Regions from separate parts of the Gossypium hirsutum genome. Here region 1 is linked to region 2. A link is a contact called in public Hi-C data. All regions are on one chromosome and are shown on one strand. Each heading gives the region's core, a stretch centred on a gene start, on an enhancer-like site or on the middle of the called end of the contact. The rest is flanking DNA. Distances are from core to core; before and after follow the strand shown.

The links. Hi-C and Micro-C count contacts between places; a contact is called where the count stands out from the background.
Region 1: a Hi-C map of leaf shows a contact between it and region 2, with 2.3 times the contacts expected there. The contact joins the promoter of LOC107892253 here to the promoter of LOC107892259 in region 2. A contact is called at or near these places in 9 of 34 Hi-C or Micro-C datasets (anther, callus, leaf and 1 more).

The regions. Positions count from the first base shown.
Region 1 is chrD09:9,488,694-9,492,978 of Gossypium_hirsutum_v2.1, reverse strand. LOC107892253 (nuclear pore complex protein GP210) reads right to left here and starts at 2,855. Exons shown (of 36, transcript XM_016817277.2): 1 at 2,529-2,855; 2 at 2,177-2,442; 3 at 1,594-1,760; 4 at 1,291-1,507; 5 at 786-1,132; 6 at 353-532; 7 at 74-212. The coding sequence starts at 2,710.
Region 2 is chrD09:9,305,575-9,309,930 of Gossypium_hirsutum_v2.1, reverse strand. It overlaps LOC107892259 (40S ribosomal protein S17), which reads right to left and starts at 1,320. Exons shown (of 1, transcript XM_041101674.1): 1 at 455-1,320. The coding sequence starts at 1,076. The coding sequence ends at 651.

The DNA.
Region 1 (4,285 bases), core at 1,606-4,105, 180 kb before region 2:
ATTGAAACCCATAAATAGGTGTTAGAACTTGTAAATTTTATTTTATGAATTGAATGAGTAAAATGCTACCAACCTCCAGCAGCCTTTAACTCCATCTCCTGATGTACTGCAGGTGCCCAAGGAAGGAGAATAATTTGAGATTCACCAGTTACTTTTTCCAAGCTAAACTTTACTTGATCACATACAATAACCTCTTGCATAACCTTGAGAACCTAAATGACAAGTCCAAGAGAGATAAAAGTAATCAATTGCAAACAATAAAATTAGAAGGAAAAAAATAATGATGCTTCTATAATCTTGTCTCTTAAAAGCATAGGAAGAAAAGAACAAAGGTAAGTAAATGACATTTCACCTCCTTGGTATCATGATGTCCATTATAGTAAACTAAAGAGGCTGTCAGTTTCCCCAGTCCCTCTGAAGTAGCTTCCAAAATTCTAGCACTCCTCCAGCCGTATCTAGATGCAATAGGCTCTAACACTGGGACAATTTTCCAATAGCCAGATTGGTTGTCATAAAACTCAATATCATCATTCTGCAATGGAAAAAAGAAAGTCTGGTTTGAAAATGACCAAGAAAATAATAAGAAACATATTAGCATATCAAATTAGACAAGTGAGCTAACAACCGAGTGACAACAAAATCTTTAACCTAAAAAATTTTTGACCCTTTAAGTATTGTCAAAAAAAGTACAAGAACCCAACCATCAAGCGAATCAAACCAAAAAGTTCTTGATGTTAACATAGCTCAACTATATCAATGGATAACAGAAATAACCCATAAGGTACCTCAGTAATGTAGATTTCCTGTGCATATGGACCCCGAGAAAAAACCTTGAGTTGAATGAGGTATTGTTTTCCAGAAACAACATACCAACGTGCCATAGGTGGAATGGGTTCCATTCCTTCTATTGGATCACCGGAAGCAGAAAATAGTGATATGTACATAGACAAGGTATCTGGCAAGACCACCTTAAGAGATGACATCTGACTATGGCCATCGACTCTAGTATCTTCAACAATGACAGTTGTTTCACCCAATGTTAGCGCATGAATGACACCCATCGTAGAGTCCATTTCAGCAACTGAACTGTTTGTGACAGACCATCGATGATGCGGCGATGGAAGAGATACCTCTGCAAATACCAGTTGAAAGATACTTAGTCTTTTCCTAAGAATATCAATCAATGCAACAAAAATAGCCAGTTTACTCCAAATGGACTTGACAGCATAAAGAAACACCCATCAATTCAATTACTAGAACATGTTAATGAAGGGATTCAGAAAAGAAAACCTTGAGGAACATTCTCACGGATAACCTTAAGACTATAATGGAGAGTAGCCTTAATGAGGACGAAAACAGGTGACGGTGGATATAGTGACATAGCTTCTGCAACAGTTAGAACAATCTTATCACCCATGCCCTTTAACGGTGGCTCAAGCAATTGTACTGAAACATTCTCATGGCCAATATGAATGCCTTTTACAACAAATAAATCTGAAAATACACCCTGCAGCATATATTACAGAATAAGTTTCGATTTAATGCAAGATTACAAGTCAACTCATTACTACAGAAACTGTACCACACAATTACCTTTTCTTCAAGTTTTATCTGGATATCTAAGTCACCACACAGTCCACCACAGTCACTTAAGGGAGAATCCTTCAAAGGAACATGGGCAAGGTGATGACTCAACCCACTAGTTTTTGGCATCAGCTTCCACATGAATTGTAAACCCACCAATGATGAAAACACATTGTCTGGAATACAAGTAAAAAGTGAAGATAATAAACCATAATATATATACACACACAAAAACCAAAAAATAAACAATAAGAGTGAATGTTCTTCGATATAAGCTAAAAGTAACATAATGCTAACTTAGTTGTCTTCACCACTGGCTGACATGCTTCGTTACAATTTACTTAATAAAATGTTGCAATAAAAAAATCATAATTAACTAACAAATGACCAAAATCAAAAAATTACGATCTCTTTCCATATAAAACTAAAATCATGCACATAGTTATTCGAATAATTTTTTTTGTAAATTACTAATTCTTCGGTATCATTCTTTTCTTTAAGTAAGAAAAGCAATAATCAAACGAAGTGAATGTTAGTCTATTCGTGTGTGTGTGTGTGTGTGTGTGTGTGTGTTCCTAATTTTTGAAATTACCTTCAGTATCAAAGGCACGAACTCGGAGAGTAGCGAGTCCATCAAGATCAAGCTTAATAGAATTATGAAATATTTGAATTCTATCAAAATTATCAATGAAAACCTTGCACCGGATCACGGTTCCAGTGTGCACGTCCCTAGCGTAAACCGCAGTTTCTTTTCTACCGGAGTACGGCGCAATCGATCTCAGCCGTGCACTTGTCGAGCAATGATTGGTCACATTATACTCCGGCAGAACTGATAAAATCTCATGATGGTCCCACGACCTGAAAAAACCGTGATAAAAAAAAAGTCATACGTTTTCGAATTCGTAGAAATATACGTAATGTTTTCAAATGTACGGAGAAAGCACCATTTGAAACAACCGTCGCTTCCTTGAAGCCGATATTCGACGGGGTTCGTCATTTTCGGAGGTAAAAGTATGTTGACGTCAGCTATGTGAGGACCAGAGCTCGAATGCAACGCCGTTCCGATCACCGCCGTTAACGAAACAGTGGAAAAAAGACAAAAAATGAAGCGAATCATCTTTGACATCGACGTTTTTGCTAAAGCCAGAGCTAGGGAAGCTTGCGCATAGTAAAAGATTTAGTGACAGTTGAGCTCTTTTGAAGGAGGAGGAGGAAGCCCTAAGCAGCAACAGCAGAGAAGTTTAAGAGGGGGTTTAGAGGAAGGGGGGAGCGGTGGGAGTACGTGGCGGGAGATGATTGGTGGTAATAAAAAAGGAGGTAGTTTTATATTTTGGTACCAATAGGGATGTTGCTTGTCACGTGGTTTACGACTTGGTATCAGTTTGTTCGTCGTTTAAATTGTAAAAGTGGCTTTTATCTACTAGTCGTTTTGCTAAGGAGTCGCCGTCCATGCTTCTTTAGGGTTTGACTGTTGAAAAATATTGCTACCTTTTTGCGCATACCAATGTTTTAGATGATCAATTTGAGGGGTGCTGGGTGATTTTCAGTTCACTCCATTCCCGGTTTTCCGAATTCCCAGTTTTCCAATAATCAAATGTATAAAAGTGACTAAAATCTTTGTTTGCTCCTTATGACTGAGTTGCTAAAAAATCCAATAAAAAATTTATATGGATGGTGTTATTTAAATCAATAAAATATTAATTTTATTATTAAATTAAAATTTTATTTTAATATAATATGATATTTAAATTTTAATTGTATTATACATATTTTATTTTAGTATAATATTTACATTTTAATTTTGTACATATTTTACATGTTATTATTAAAGTAAATTGCACAAATGATCATTTAACTATTAGAAATTTTTATTTTAAATATTCAAAAATAAAAAATTTGTAATTTAGATACTCACATTACATAATTCGATCATTTTAATCACTTACGTTAAAATTATTTTATTATTTATTATATATTATTTTAATCTAACAATTGTATTCTAAAATGGTAGTTTACATTTTTATACACATTTCATAGAATTTAATAGGATTAACAAATCTGCATGTAACGTGAACCAAGTTTATACAAACTTTATACAAGAATCTTGCTTTTCTTTTTCCTTTTCTTTTTAAGCTCGAGAATCCAACTTTTAACCACCCCCCCCTTAAATTAAAAATATTATTTTAATCATGATAACGCTTTTCAATTTTTTTTAATTTTTTATTTATCAAAATACTCATTCCTATAATATATACTAGTTTCATGTCGCGTAAATTGTTTGTGATTTTACATGTTTATTTTTAAATTTTATTAAATAATATAGTTTTTATAAATTTTTTAAAATATATATTTAGTAATTAAATGAAAATTTATCTAATTTATAATAAAAGTCTATTAATTTTAAAAAATATTTGAAATAATAAAATAACATTTTAAAGTAATAAAAAAAAAATGTGAAACAATTGATAGTAAAATATTAAGTAATTAAATAAAATAATCAATGGCGAGCAACATAATATTATTAAAATCACAACATAATAACAAATAGCATTATCAATAAACAATGCCATTTTACACAGAACCATTATTGTATTACTTCATTGTCTTTGATGTAATATTTTATAATTACAGTAGTAAACAATATTCACAATTATGTAAATATTATTAAAATCATATATTAGTAAAACTGTCAAATATCAAA
Region 2 (4,356 bases), core at 71-2,570:
TGATAAATCTGCTAGCAGATGTGAGAAACCAAATTGGTTTGTGTTTTTTCGGTATTTATTCATGTTCAAATCCAACCATGATCAGGAAATACAAAGATAAAAAGAAAGATATGAGCCCAAGGATTATGCAAGTTGGCTTAATGAAAAACCCACCATTTCCATGGATGCCTTTCCCACAGCACAAAGAATACAACTTTAAAATTGAACCATACAATCTTTTAGTTCCTTGCTCACAATTGCCATTAAAAATTGCAGAACATGAACATGTGATTGAAAACAAAATAACCAGAATTGGGATTCTTTACCTCAACCTTTCATCTAATGAATAAAATCCCAAAATTGGAATCGAAAATGGGGCGTTATTCTCAAATTCACCATTTCAATCAATCAACATAATACCTCAGTATACAAAAATGAAATTCAAAGAAAAAATAAAATAAATGGCAATCAACAATCGCAGAAACTAAAAAGATTCTCATTTCAAATGCTTTTAAAAAGAAAGCGCACATCAAACTCAACAAATTCCAGTACCATTTAACATAAAAACTAATATTGTTCCAACAAGAAACACAAAATTTAAATACTACCCAAAAAATAAAACATAATGAACTTAAAATTAAGAACCCATCAAATAGACGGACACTAACCAATTAAAACCTCCTTCCGGGTCCACCACCACGGCCGAACCCGATTTGAGGAACAACGGCGACTGGATCAACCTTAACAATCCCCGGAATATCAGACATCCCAAGAACCGAAAGCATATCAAGAGTTTCCTTATCAACTTCGATTTGGTCGACCTTGATGGCCGATTCATCGGGGACGAAATCCATGCGGCGCTCACGCTCTTCCTCTTGGAGCTTCAAGGAAATGCCGCGAACCGGACCCCTCTGGATCCGTTTCATCAAATGGGTCGAGAAGCCGGCAATCTTGTTGCGGAGCCTCTTGGATGGGATAATGGCAACTTCTTCGATGATCTTCTTGTTAGTGTGGAAATCGAGGGTCATGCGAGAGTAGTAGCGCTCGATGACCTGACGGGAGGATTTCTTCACTGTTTTGGTACGGACGCGGCCCATTGCTTGGATCTGCGGCGGCGGCGGTGGCGGCGGGGGAGAGTTGGGCGGGGATTTGCGGAGGTGGAAGAGCAATGAAGGGCTAGGGTTTTCAGAGTGCGAAAGTAGGGTTCATATATATGGGTGATGAAATTTTTGAGCCCTTTCTATAAAGGGTAAAAGTGCAACGAATTTTCTTTTTCATTTTTAGGGTGAACTCATTGTGACTCTAAAATATGGCTTTTGATTATTCTATTTTTTTTTAATTTACTCAAGAAAATTTGTGTAAATTGTTCACTTTGTTAAAATTTCTGTTTTCTAACATATTGTTGACATTAGCACATTGAGTGACTAACACGTGGTATTTTTTGTTGACTTTTGACTAAAGTTTAGGGATCTCTTTATAATTAGTCTAAAAGTTTTTCCCAACTTTAGTCAAAAGTCAACAAAAAAGTATCACGTGTTAGTCACTCAATGTGCTAATATGCCACATCAACAATCCCTTAAAAAAACAAAAAATTTAACCGTAGTGACAATTCACACAATTATCTTATTTAGAGTGACTAAATTGAGAAAAAAAATGGAGTGGTCAAAATAGGACAGATCTTATTTTAGAATGACCATGGGCGTAATTTACCATTATTCTTATTATTAATATACCTGGATTTGTTATAGTCCCCCCTATAATACTCCAATCGCCCCATGAATTGGTTATTCCTAAACGAGTCATGAAGGGTATAACGAACATACCTTGTCTCCACATTGGATAAAGAACGGGATCGAAGGGATCAAAAACGGCTAATTCATATAGGGCCATTGAACCGGCCCAACCAACAATCAGAGCCGTATGCATTATATGAATTAGCTGTTTTTGATCTCTCCGATCCCATTATTGATTCAATGTGGAGGCAAGGTATGTTTGTTATACCCTTTATGACTCGTTTAGGAATTTTAGGAGGCAGTTGGAGTATTACTGGGGGGTTATTGAGTTAATTGCACTATGCATCCCCAAACCATGACCCTTATTTTAAATTGGTCCCTAAACTTCAAATCATTCTAATTACATCCCAACCTATTAAGATTATATCAATTAGATCTTTTTGTTACTAAAATTGTTAATTTAGCTGTTAAACTATATGTGAGATCGTATTTGACATAGTTTAAAATGAATATTGTAAAAATAGATCTTGTAAAAATATTTGTTTTGAGGTTTTCGAAGCTTTTACAAAGGCTTTGTCATTCACTTTCTCTTTTTTCAATTTTACTTTATTTCTAGTTTTTACTTTTAAAAGTTATGCGGCAATGTTTTTTTCTAAAAAAATTCATTTTAAATTTAGCTGCATATGATTTGTTATGTCATTTAATTATTAATTAACAATTTTAATAATGAAAGAACCTAATTAATATAACATCAATAATTCAGAGATGTAATTAGAATATTTTAAATTTAAAGACTAGTTTAAAATAACAGTCATAATTTGAGGATGTTTAGTTCAATTAATTCATTAATATTTAATTAAAATTTGTTAACTAATTGTACGGAGAAATGTGTGATTTAGCTCTATTTTTCTGCTGAATCCAAATTTCATTATTGTAATTGGACTCGTTCATAGATCTACACTTTATATATATATAAAAATAAAAACTTCCTAAGTTTAAATTTGATTTATTTTTACTGTTTATATATTAATATTATATATTTTTATAATTAAATTTAAATAAAAACATTTTTAAGCTTAATATCTCTTTTGACCTCTATATTATAACTAAATTATCATTTTGATACTTTATATAATTTTTTTTTATCAATTTGACCTCTATACTATCATTTTGTATATTCTATTATCATTTTTTTTTACTAAATGCATGGTAGACTTTGGGTTTTTTTTTTTGGCATATTTATATCCTTTTAAGGTAATTTTTAGAAATCCACTTAATAATTACTTCTAATTACACAAAAGTGGTATGTTTGGATAACCACTATAATTGATGAGTCCTACCAAATTGGGTATAATTAAAGCATCCCAATTACACATTTCAATTCTTAAGGGGAGGGTGACAATTGAAGTATTTACGTAGGTAATTATACAAATACCCAATTTTAAAATTATATTATAAGTATGAACATGTATGAGAGCTTGGGATGGCTATGGAAAAATTCTTATATTATAAATCATAAAAAGTTATATTATAAAAATAACGTGTATTTTGTAAAGTTATAACAACAAATTATATTATTTGAATCTTAGAAGATTTCTAAAGTTATGGTAAAAAAATTATTATAAAAAATAATTCACATGTTGTAAAAGTATTATAATATATTTATTTTAAAAGATTATGGCCAAAAAGCATGGACACAGGCTCGGCCTTGGAGGTAGTTTGGGTGTGTGGCCGCTCAAGGCCAAGGCTGAAAGGGGCCCAAAAAAATTCCAGCTTTTAACATGGAATAAAATTTTCAACCTTTTAAGTTTTTCGACGGATACTTCATTAGAGGCAGGCAAAAAAAAAAAAGAAAAAGGGCCCCATTTTTTTGTTACTAGTATATGTTTTTATTTTATTGTATTAAATTTTCACAATTTATTGTTTCGCCTAGGGTCCAAAAATATCAAGAATAAGCCTGTATAGACATAACTTATTTATGTGTCCATACTATATATTATATAAATAATATACATATTCATAAAAGAATCTTATAGTTTTTTTATTATAATTTATTTATAAAATATAACTTTCAAAAGTTATGAAAAAATATATTATTTATAAGAAGTATTATGAAGGTTTTAGTCAATTTATATTTTTTTTATAAAAGTTATATATTATAAATTTTATATTATTTTTATTTAATTTACGTATTATAAAAAGATATAACCCAACAGAAGTTTTTATCTAAATTAAGTTTATATAAGTTTTTATAATTAAAGCTACAAACTATTTGGACTATAAACTCATATATTATAACGTTGATGCTAATTATGTAAATAAAAAAAATGTATTCTTGCATCATATTGTGGGATATGATACCATTTGAGAAAATGGTGTCAAACACAAGCACTATAGACAACTTGCAAACTATTTAATTTGAGACATTCAAGGTTTTAAAATGTAGTTGAGAAGACATTTGTTGCTCAAAAAAAATATTTCTCATATTAACAACATTGCCTAAGTCTTGCATAAAAAACAAAGATCGTGTTAGTATGTTGCATATTCCATAACTTCAATCATAGGTGGAATTGAAATGATTCATACTTCGTACAGTACATGGAAGAAGGAGATTTTGACAATCTTAATGATGCAGATTCAAGTT